3 separate regions of the Mus musculus genome follow, and all the other regions are linked to region 3. Evidence: chromatin contacts called from public HiCAR-type and promoter capture Hi-C data. All regions are on one chromosome and are shown on one strand. The core of a region is the stretch at or near the end of the contact, and the rest is flanking DNA. Distances in the headings are between cores, read along the strand shown. Region 1 holds the start of L3mbtl2 (L3MBTL2 polycomb repressive complex 1 subunit). Region 2 holds the start of Ep300 (E1A binding protein p300). Region 3 holds the start of Ddx17 (DEAD box helicase 17).

The links. Promoter capture Hi-C pulls out the DNA fragments that hold promoters and counts their contacts. HiCAR-type assays count read pairs that join an accessible place to other places.
Region 1: a contact with region 3 is called in a promoter capture Hi-C map of pre-B cells, with 5 times the contacts expected there. The contact joins the promoter of L3mbtl2 here to the promoter of Ddx17 in region 3. A contact is called at or near these places in 2 of 39 promoter capture datasets (hippocampal neurons and pre-B cells) and 2 of 115 datasets of contacts at active chromatin or transcription factors (astrocytes and thymic regulatory T cells).
Region 2: a contact with region 3 is called in a HiCAR-type map of astrocytes, with 6 times the contacts expected there. The contact joins the promoter of Ep300 here to the promoter of Ddx17 in region 3. A contact is called at or near these places in 1 of 39 promoter capture datasets (pre-B cells) and 1 of 115 datasets of contacts at active chromatin or transcription factors (astrocytes).

What each region holds. Positions count from the first base shown.
Region 1 is chr15:81,662,487-81,665,722 of GRCm38.p6, reverse strand. It overlaps L3mbtl2 (L3MBTL2 polycomb repressive complex 1 subunit), which reads right to left and starts at 1,834. Exons shown (of 17, transcript NM_145993.5): 1 at 1,699-1,834. The coding sequence starts at 1,722.
Region 2 is chr15:81,584,298-81,587,908 of GRCm38.p6, reverse strand. Ep300 (E1A binding protein p300) reads right to left here and starts at 1,695. Exons shown (of 31, transcript NM_177821.6): 1 at 1,187-1,695. The coding sequence starts at 1,280.
Region 3 is chr15:79,544,823-79,548,272 of GRCm38.p6, reverse strand. It overlaps Ddx17 (DEAD box helicase 17), which reads left to right and starts at 1,532. Exons shown (of 13, transcript NM_001040187.1): 1 at 1,532-2,078. The coding sequence starts at 2,029.

The DNA.
Region 1 (3,236 bases), core at 585-3,084, 2.1 Mb before region 3:
ATAAATAAATCTTTGGGCCGAGGCAAGCAGGGACTGAGCAAGCAAGGGTGACTGCAGAGAGTGGGGTTGACCAGAGAAAGCAGAGGTCCTAAAATTCCCAAAAACCACATGAAGGCTCACAACCATCTATCTGTACAGCTATAGTGTTCTCACATAAATAAATAAATAAACAAACAAACAAATAAGAAAAAAGAATGGACTGTTTCCTCCAATGACCATCTGTACAGCTATAGTGTACTCACATAAATAAATAAACAAACAAATAAGAAAAGAGAATGGACTGTTTCCTCCAATGACCACATGGCTAAGTGCAAGCTGTGGTTGGTTTGAGCCTCTGCTCAGCACCAAGACCCCTCATACTGGTAGCTTGGGTACAGAGCAAAATTCCAATTTCAAAGAACAGCATCTATTGAAAAGATACTGTTTCCACACCACTATCAGGTCAAAAAACGCTGCCAGGGATCAGAGATCTACACAATAATGTGGAAATATCCTAAGCACCTCAAAAAATTTTTACTGGGCTAGAAGGCATTTGAAACTCTTTCTTCCCTCTTCTGTATATGTACATCCAAATGATCTCAACTCAGAAACAAATTTAAGACTGCCAGGCCCTCTTGCTGCTGCCTAGACCACTGCTCCTTGCAATGTATCCAATAAACCTGTTTTCTTCCTTAAAGGAAAACAGGGAAAAGAAAAAAAGACTGAGAAAATTGAGACCCAGGCTATCCCAAGGAGGCTTTGAGTCAGATGACTAATTGTATGGTGGTATGGACCACAGCCGTGAGTTGAGCTCTGATTGAAATCAGCTACTGATCCTGGGGCAAGTCACTTAAGGTCTGTGGGACAATTTTCTCATCCACGACAGCTGTTGGCTCACAGAATGTGAGGTAGCGATGAAATGCTACATAAAAACGTACCTAGCTTGTAATAGGAAAAAACGTGCCTAGCTTGTTGGGCAAGACAGAGGTAAAGAGAATGACGCTTTGGGCCAAGGTTCAAATACGATCTCTAGTGCTTCCTAGCTGTACGATGCACAGCGAGTCAAATGCACTGCCTCGGTTTCCACCAAATAAAGACAACACCACTATTTAATAATATTTTGGGAAGGGATGATAAACGTAAAACACTCAACAGTGCTCAATAAAGCTTAGCAATTATTACCGCTAGGAAACGGCAAGAGACTTCAAATGCAAGGTGCGGTGGGTCACCGGCTGCGGTACCACGGAAAAAGCGTAACGCAGTTTTGGAAACTGACGTACTTGGTGACAACCTCTTGCACTTTGCAGCTGTGTCGACCCAGAGGGCTGTTTTAATCCCTCCCTAAAGAAGATGGCTGTGAGCGTACGGGGAGACCAGCACGTGAACGCTCCCAGCGTGGAGTAGGAATCAACTCCGATCTTCCTCCCTTCACTTCCCGCGTGGAAGGGACAGGCCGCACGATCCTAAAGCTCAGAACCATGAAACCAAGACAAAGTTCAGAGCCCAGTTTCCCTGCCCCTGGCTAGGGAGGCGTTGCCATCCTTCCTTCGTCACCAGACCAAAAGGAACCTCGGGGGCCTCTGGCCGAGGCTAAGCTCCGTACCTCAGTTTACCAATCCTGCAACTGTCCACCACTAAGACATCGCTAAAACGGCGCGTCCGCCGAGCGAGGCGTTTGGGGCTCCCCTTCCCGCTTGGGCTGAGCCCTTTCCCTCTTACCTCAGTGCCCCGCGGTTTCTCCATGATACCAAATTCAATTCCCTCAACCGTCACCAGGTGCAGGAAGCCATATTGCCCTCGCCGCTCTCCGAGAGTGTGCTCATTGGCTGCTGCGCCCGAGCTGCGGGCCAATCATGCCGCAGGAAATAGGAAGCCGGTTCCGCGCTCGCCCGCGCCCCGCCTCCATTAAGGAGGGGCTGGGTAGCCGTGAGGATTAGGGGAGTTGTAGTTTTCTCCTGGGTGCACGAAAAGGGTCGTTGCCTTAGTAATGCGAAATCTCCTGAAGGGTACTTCTAGGGTTTTGTTGTTGTTTTTTCAGAGACAGGGTTTCTCTGTATAGTCCTGGCTGTCCTAGAACTCACTCTGTAGACCAGGCTGGCCTCGAACTCAGAAATCCGCCTGCCTCTGCCTCCCAAGTGCTGGGATTAAAGGCATGCGCCACCACGCCCGGCGGGTTTTTTTGTTTTTTGTTTTTGTCCTTTCTTAGTCAAATTTCAAACCATCTGAGCACAAGGGATTGGACGTGCCAGCCCCCCCCCCACACACACAAAAATTCGCACTCTCCCCAGGGGCCCCAGACAAAAATTCACACTCTCCCCAGGTAGGAAGTAAAGGTGCTCTTGGACAGGAATGCCTAGCAGAAATGCCTAATCCCTCTTTCAATTCAGACAGGAACAGGAATATTCTTAAACTCTATGTCCGTCTGCTCGCTGGGGCTTATGAGATGGTTTAGTAGGTGAAGGATCTTGTTCCATGAGCCTTTCTACCTGAGTTCAAATCTCTGAGCCACAACATAAACCTGGAAGTCAAAAAGCTACTCACAAAGTTGTCCTGACCTTTGTGTCACGCACATAAAACAAACACACAAGCTAAATAAATAAATGGGGAAAAAAAAGCCTTGGACTGGAGAAATGGTTCAGTGGTTACTGGCCACTTTTCCAGAGGTACCAGGTTTGATTCCCAGAACCCAGAACAACTCACAAAATTCTATAAACCCAGTTATAGTGGATCCTACTTTCTCTTCTGGCCTCTGATGACGCCAAGCACTAACATGGTCCATACATATGCATTCAGCAAAACCCCCATATCCACAAATAAATTATACGGATAGATGTTATAACCTTAAATCTAGGAGAGATGACTCAGCCTGTAAGTGAGTACAGCCAGAGCATGGAAAGCTGAGTTTTGCCCCCCAGTGCATGACAGAGCATGCCTGTGATCCCAGCACTAGGTAAGCAGACACAGAAGGATTCCCATGGCCTGCTGACCAGCCAGCAGCGATACAGTGGATAGCAAGAGATTGAAGAAGACACCTGAAGTCAACGCTTTTGCCAACTGGAGTATACATGTGGATTGAGTCCCCTATAGAACTACTCCTTCCCATCCTGGGTTCTCAGGAATTGTATGGCCTTACAAGCATCTAAAGTTCAGACAGGTCTGGATTAGTTTACTTATCCTACGTGAGGGCTCCCAGACCCACTCCCAGCTCCCTGCCTCTCTGCGTTGCTTTTTATTTTTAAATTTTTATTTATTTACTT
Region 2 (3,611 bases), core at 446-2,945, 2.0 Mb before region 3:
ACTATACACTCTCATTGGCAGAAGGAGAGATCTGGAGCCTCTTCTCTGAGTTAAAGGGATGCTTGCAGTAAGGAGGAACATCTAGTGGACTGTCAGATGACTAGCCATTCTTCTTCTTCTTCTTCTTTTTCTTCTTCTTCTTCTTCATTATCCTGGCCTCTCAAACAAGTCAGACAGCAAGAGAGGACCAGGTCAGTGATCATCAGAATAACACTAAACTAACAGTAAGCAGGAAAAAGAACAGACAAGGGAGAGTCTCCCTTCAGGTCTCCTAACAAAGGGGCTGACTGGAGAAAAGAATTCCTTCATCTTGTAAACTGGAATTGCAAAGGTCCAAAAAGCAAAACAAAACAAACATGCAAGCACAAAACCTCCTGTTCATTTTTAAACTTGTACAATCACTTTAGTTGGAAGTTCATGACTGGGAGTCTTTCAACTTATTATCTCCCATTTCTAAGTACCTAATTCCAGAAAGGCTTCATCTTTTTTCTTTCCCTTCTAAGTAAGAGTGTGACAAACTGCAAAGGAAACGCCTCAGGTCTACACCTCAACACGCAGTTTGAGACATTTTGGTTTCATGGCAAATGGATATAAAATAAACTGCGGTCCATACTGACTCTTGAGGCAAGGATGGGGAGAGGGGACCTAAGAATGAAATTTTGTTGAACTTTAGTTACACTTAAAACCTTGGATCGCAGACACCAAGATTTGTCTTCCGCCCCCATTCCTCAACAGAAAATCTGCCTCACAGGAGCAAAAATCATTAAAGGTGGGAAAGCAGAGAAAAAAAGAATTCATTGCAACAGGGGAGAAAGAGCTGAAATCCCTCATTCACCAGTAACAAAAATAGTAAAAGTGCATAAAAGCCCTCACACACGATTGTACCGGCATTTCCCAAATTAAATTGCATGGAGCCAACAATAAAGGTCCCCGCAGCTCCCACTTCCAACCTCTTAATTCCAGAACACACAACGATCTGACATGACATAGTGTTGCAATGAATGTATCAGAAGGCAAAGAAAATGGTTGGGCTACTGGACGTCTTCGACCAGTCCATTCAAAAACCTTTAAAATTAAACACCGGCCGGGGAAATGGGAAGAGATACACAGAAGCACCCTGGAATGAAGGTGCAACGAGCAGAAAAGACGAAGGGAACTATGGAAGGCCGGGAGTCCCGAGACTAACCTGTGCCATCGCTGGCGGACGCCGAGAGGGCCGGAGATGAGAGTTTAGGCCGCTTGGCTGAAGGCGGCCCGGGTTCCACCACATTCTCGGCCATTTTTAATTCTTTCGGAGATACAACCGAGGAAAAAAACGAGAATCCTGAGGAAATCTCTTCTCCGAAACGGGGTCCCCGCCCCGCTCCTAAGGGTGGGCTCCGGAGCTCCGCCGCCACCCAACAGGGGTGGGGGGAAGTTCCTTTTTCTCTTCGCCTGGTTGCGGTGGCCGGAGAGGGATGCGGACTCAACAGAAATGGTAGGGGCAAGTGCGAGGGGCCGGGCCTAAACCAGGCCGGGAGGAGGGTACAGCAACACTGATCCCACGAGCACGTCCGCTGCAGCGAATTCTCGGGAACTCACAGCTCTACAGACGCAGTCCCCAGCCCGCCACGGCGAGCCCCTGCCCAGCCGAGGTCTCTCGGAGCTCCGCCGCCGCCATCAGCTTCTTCCTCCTCGGCGCTGTCCTCCTCCTTCTCATCGCCACAAGGAGGCGGGGGCGAAAAAGGGGGAGAGGAGGAGGCGACCAGAGACACTCACCTCCTCCCGGTGCCCCCTCCCGGGCCTGCGCCCCCACCCTGAGAGCCGCCCTCCTCCTCCTCCTGCCGCTGCGCTCCGCGCCGCCGCTGCCGCACCGGCCCCTAATGGCCACACTGAGCTCAGCCGAGCCGAGAGCCAGACTGGCGCCGGGGCCGCCTCACATCGCGCAGCGGACAAGCAGAGGCGCAGCAGCGACGACGCCGAGCGTGGAGCTCGCCGGCCCGAAGGGCCAGGGGGGCCGGGCCGGGCCAAGCAGGGCCGTCCGCCCGCAAGCCCGCGCTGACGCCGAGCCCACCGACGCGGCCTCTCCGCGCGCCGCGCTTCTCCGCCTCCACTCGCAAGCCCGGGGAGGAGAAATCAGTCCGGCCGCCTCCCTGGCCCTCACCCCCCCGGCAGCCAGGTGCCTGCCGGGGGCTCGGCTCGGGGGCCGCCTCGGACGGCGGGCAGAGGCGCCGCGGGGCGCGGGCTTATGTAATGGTTTCCCCCCCTTAGGCGTCGACGCCGGCCCGGGCTGCGGTGGGGGTGTGTGCGGGCAAGGAGGGGACTGAGGGTCGCCTCAGCCTTTGCGCCCCGGGGCCCCCAACCACTGTCTCGGTCCCGGCCGCTGCTCTCCAGCCAGGTACCCTCCTCACTCCCTGCTCGCGCAGTTCGCACTCAGCCGGGCGTCCCGCTTGCCCCACTCTCTCTCTCCCGGTCCCTCTCCGCTCTCTCTCCTCCTCCCCCCACCCCCCCCACAGGCTAGCACACAAACAAGATGGCGGCTGTTGTTTCTTGCCTCTGCCGAATCCTCCTTACAGGATAGCGGTAGCGGCGGCGGCGGCCGGAAATGAGCCAAGATTGGGGGGGGGGGGAGGTGAGAGGGGGAGGGGCCGAGAAACAGGGAGGCGGGGCGAGGGCGGGGCCTCTGCCTTGCAGCTCACACAATGGGGGAAGCGGCGCCGGGGGCGGTGCCGGCTCCAATCACGGGATCCGCCCAAGGGCCCCAACGCGGTAGGCGCTTCCGCAAACTCCCCCGGCGTCACTCGGTGGCTCCCTTTAAAGGGGAGGTTTTGAAAGAAGTTGTGGGGGGGGGGGGGGTCCGGGGTGAACTTAGAACGTATTTTCGGTCGGTGGACAGTTAGGTGCCTGGGCTGGGTCTCTGAGCAGAACCGAGTCAAAGCTCAGGCGCTCCTCTGCGAAAACAAGGAAAACCACGGTCAGAGCTCCCGGGGTTTGCCCTCTCAGGTTGATCTTTGGAACCCCATTAAATCCGCCAAACACCTGTGTTTCATCGTAGACACACATTCCATCCTCTTCATAGCCTTCTCGAAAGCAGCAGTTCATATCTCAAAGTCACATTGCTAGTCCTTTAAGTTTTCTCTGAAATGTCTAATTCAAGAATGAAAAATTTGGATTACGATATTGTTAGTTAAAAAACTAGGAGGGGGAGGACCACAGCAGTGGGAGGCTGTTTAGGGCTAGACCCTACCTACATTTTTGCCCATCACGTGTCCACACATCCTTACCAGCTACCACTCTTAAAAAAGAATCCTTGAGAACTACTTTTCTGAACCTGCCTGAAACTTCCAAGGTCTTTTGAAGGTATTTTCCACCCATCTCTAGCAGATGAGCTTAATAAAAGGCCACTTTCTGCAGTGCCTTCAATGTAAATATGGGAGAGGACAAAAAAATGTTATGTGCTAAAAAAAATTATAACACTAGAAAAATGTGAGGAAATGCTCCTAAGTCTAGTGTGTAGGGCAGCCCAATTCGAAGCAGAAAGCAGGGGGTATGCTTTTAGGGTTCTCAAATTACAGGACTTCTGTGTTTGGGATCCTCAAATATAGGGAAAGTACCAAGGTTCTATGTGACAC
Region 3 (3,450 bases), core at 283-2,782:
AAACCAGACATTTTCACCTTCAAGGAAACCAAGCTCTTTAAGTAGCTTCCATCTTCTTGGACTCAGGCTTTGCATAATTGATCTTCCCCCTTGGCAGCAAGGACCTTAGTTGAGACCTCAGCTCAAATGTCATTTGATAGATGGGGGATGCCTTCTGAGAGCACCCGATGTCATCCCGTTTCCTCAACTTGTCTCTAGCCCCTTTCTTGTTTTTGTTTCTTTGGTGTTTGTTGGTTGGTTTTTGAGAGAGGGTTTCTTTGTGTCACCCTGGCTATTCTGGAACTCACTTGGTAGACCAAGCTGGCGTTTAACTCAAGAGATTCACCCACGAGTGCTGGAATTAAAGTATGGCCTTCCCTTTAGTGTTTTTTTGCTGTTGTTCTTGGAGGTGCTGGGTGTTGAATCCAGGGCTTCAGTCACGGTCAGCAAGCACTGTTCCACAGCCTCAACACCATTTTCTTTTCCAAGTCAGCAAAAGTCTAACATACACATTTGTCATCTGTCTCCTCTCCGTCTCTAGAGAATAAAGCTCTGTGCCAAGGAACGTGTTGGATCCCCAGTGTCCCAGCAACTAGCACAATGCCTGGCTCTCCATGGCCGAAGTGACAAATGAACCGTTTCTCAAGACGCCTCTTTACTCTCCTGGCTTTCCTAACCTAAGCAACACTCAGGACATGAGACAAGACTAAGCCTCCAGTCTGCCGGCCTCCATTCTCCGCGGCGGTAGAAATGAGCCTAGAGGTCTCAAGGAACCCAGCAGTTCCACAATTTAGTAAAGCAACTATGTCCAAGTTTGTGTGGCTTGGCAGTGCGCAGGGATGGCGAGCCAAAGAAAGCAATCTAGGAGTTGGGTGGCACCGGCGGCCTAGCCCAGCCTGCCCTCCCCGGATAGGGTTTGCAAATCCTAGCCTGTCAAACCCACCGCTTCTGCAGTGGGGCACCCGGGTAAGGCACCCATTTTCATGGTGGCTAAGGTCCAAGGCGCCCACCTCAGAAAGGACTCTGGGAAGGTGTGGCCTCTGCGTCAACTACGGCCAGAGGAAAAGGTGCCAACCCTTTGTTCGGAAAATAGCACCTCAGTAAGAAACGCGGGAAACACAGGGTGTCTTTTGGCCCAGCCAGGCTGTTGGCCGCTGAAAGAGAGCGACACGACGCATCCAACATGGCTGCGGCGCCAGCGCGGCGAAAAGCGACGGGAAAGAAATGGCGCCGGGCTGTGTGGCCAGCTTGGGGCACACGGCGTTGGGACGTTGGAACCAAGAAAGCGGCCTCAAGACTCTCTGGGTTCTACTGCCCAGAGACCCGGAAGTCTGACTAAGGCTACGTGGAGTGCTACCATTATGTCTGCACAAGGCCGGCCTCAAGCGCCGGGTTGAGCTCGGAATGCCGGGAAAAGTCCATTCTCGAAACAGAATGCGCTACGAAGACTGCGCTGACCCGCAATAGTGGGCGGGCCAACGACGCCAACACTGTGACGTCGTGCCGACGGCTCGCCCCACCCCCAGCCAACGTTCTAGAGCTGGCGGTGCGAGAACCCTACGCCGGTTGCGCACATTGCCTTGTTTAAGGTGGGCCGACCAGGGCCCCCATCTCCGTCACCGACGTAAAGCGGTTCCGAGAATGTCCGTGGCGTCGCGCGGAGCCCTCCAGACGCTGTTTACGTAGCGTCTGGGCCGTGCGTAGCGTTAAGTTGGAGCGGTCTCCGCGGCCGCCGCCATTTTGTGCAGTTGCTGGGAAGGAAGGGAGACGCCTCAACCGTGGCACCGCCCGGTTTGAGCGGGACCAGACCTCCCGACTGTCCTAACAACCCCGATTCTCTGAGTTGTGCTCCCGTCTCCGACGAGAGAGGCGGCGACGGTGGCGTCTGCGACGGGAGACAGCGCGTCGGAGCGAGACAGCGCCGCGCCTGCCGCCGCCCCAACAGCGGAGGCGCCGCCGCCGCCATCGGTCATCACTAGACCCGAGCCGCAGGCCCTCCCGAGCTCGGTCATCCGTGCCCCGCTCCCAGATCTTTATCCGTTTGGGACCATGCGTGGAGGCGGCTTTGGGGATCGGGATCGTGACAGGGACCGTGGAGGGTAAGGGGGAGGTGCGGGCGGGGGGCGGGGTGGCCCGCAGAGCCCTGAGGCTCGCGCCGTACAATGGCGGCGGCGCGCAGGCCTCAGGCTTGGGCGGACGTCTCTGCGGACCGCGATCCTGGCTCGGAAGTGGCAGGCCAGCCTTGTCGCCTCTCTTGGCCCGCTCGCTGATCATTTGATCCCTGCAGGCCGGCCGCAGTGTCTGTCTGGGGGAGGATCCGGATGCTCAAGTTTTAATCTAGGAAAAGCTGCTTGAGATCGTTTCTTTTCCGCTATGTTAGCCATCCCTGTTAGAGAGGGACTGGAGTCGAAAAGGCCTTTTTTTGGTTTTAAACTAGGTTTTACTCCCTTTCTGTTATATTTTTGGTTAAGTGGAATCAGATTGGAATGGGAAGTGCTGGAGTTGCTTTCCAAAAGATCCAAATTGCGGGTGACTTTTTTTTTTTTTTTTTGAAACTAACAAAGCCTGTTGAAATCAAGAGAACTCCTTGAGGTGGCACACCCTGCACTAGAGACTGAGTCAGGCTTGGAGTTCAAAGCTAGCCTGGGCTACACAGATCAGAACAAGAGAACAGTTAGCAGAGTTCAAAGTGAGGGCAGTGGTAGAAAGAAAAAAAAATCAGAATAAGCCTTGTAAAGGAATCGTAATTGTAGAAGCTTTATTCTGTCCTAGGTCATTATTCAAGATCCAAGCAGTTTGGGATTATAAGCAAGCCCAGTGGAAATAACACATAGGAGCCACATTATTATCCTTATTAGACTTAGCCTTAAAATCTCCTAAAGATTGGGTTTTGGCCATTATTACAGATTGAAAACAAAAGAAAACTGGTTATTTCTAGAAGTGTTTTAGACTTGTATCAGTTGCTTCATTTGCAAGTGGAGTAAAGTAGTCAAATGAGAAGGCCTGGCTCACTGTAGTATTGCACTGAAAAGCCAGAGGCCTTTTAAAGGTCTTGGTGGGTCTACTCAGTTGAATGTTTTTCTTTCTAGTTGTGCTGGTTTAGCAGTGGTATTAATAAGTCACCCAAATTCTGCCTACTGAATGTAGATACCCAAAGAATTCCAGTAAAATTTCTGGCCATGATCACTGCAGGGTGGGTTTGTCTCAGGGCCATGAAGCTTAGTCTAACGGTTGTCCTGGAATGTGTCCTCAGTGTCCCCAAGTTCAGAAACACGGGTGTAGGCCACCACACCAGGTTCTAACAGAAGAGGGGATTACCTTGTGGGGTTCCTGCTACCTCTCCCAATATTGGCAGGTCTTGAAATGAAATTCTTTAAAATAACTTGAAATTTCTCCAATTTTCTAGTGGTTTACAGGAAATAAGGAAATGAGATCTTGCAGAGCATGGTGGCTCATGCCTTTAATCCCAGC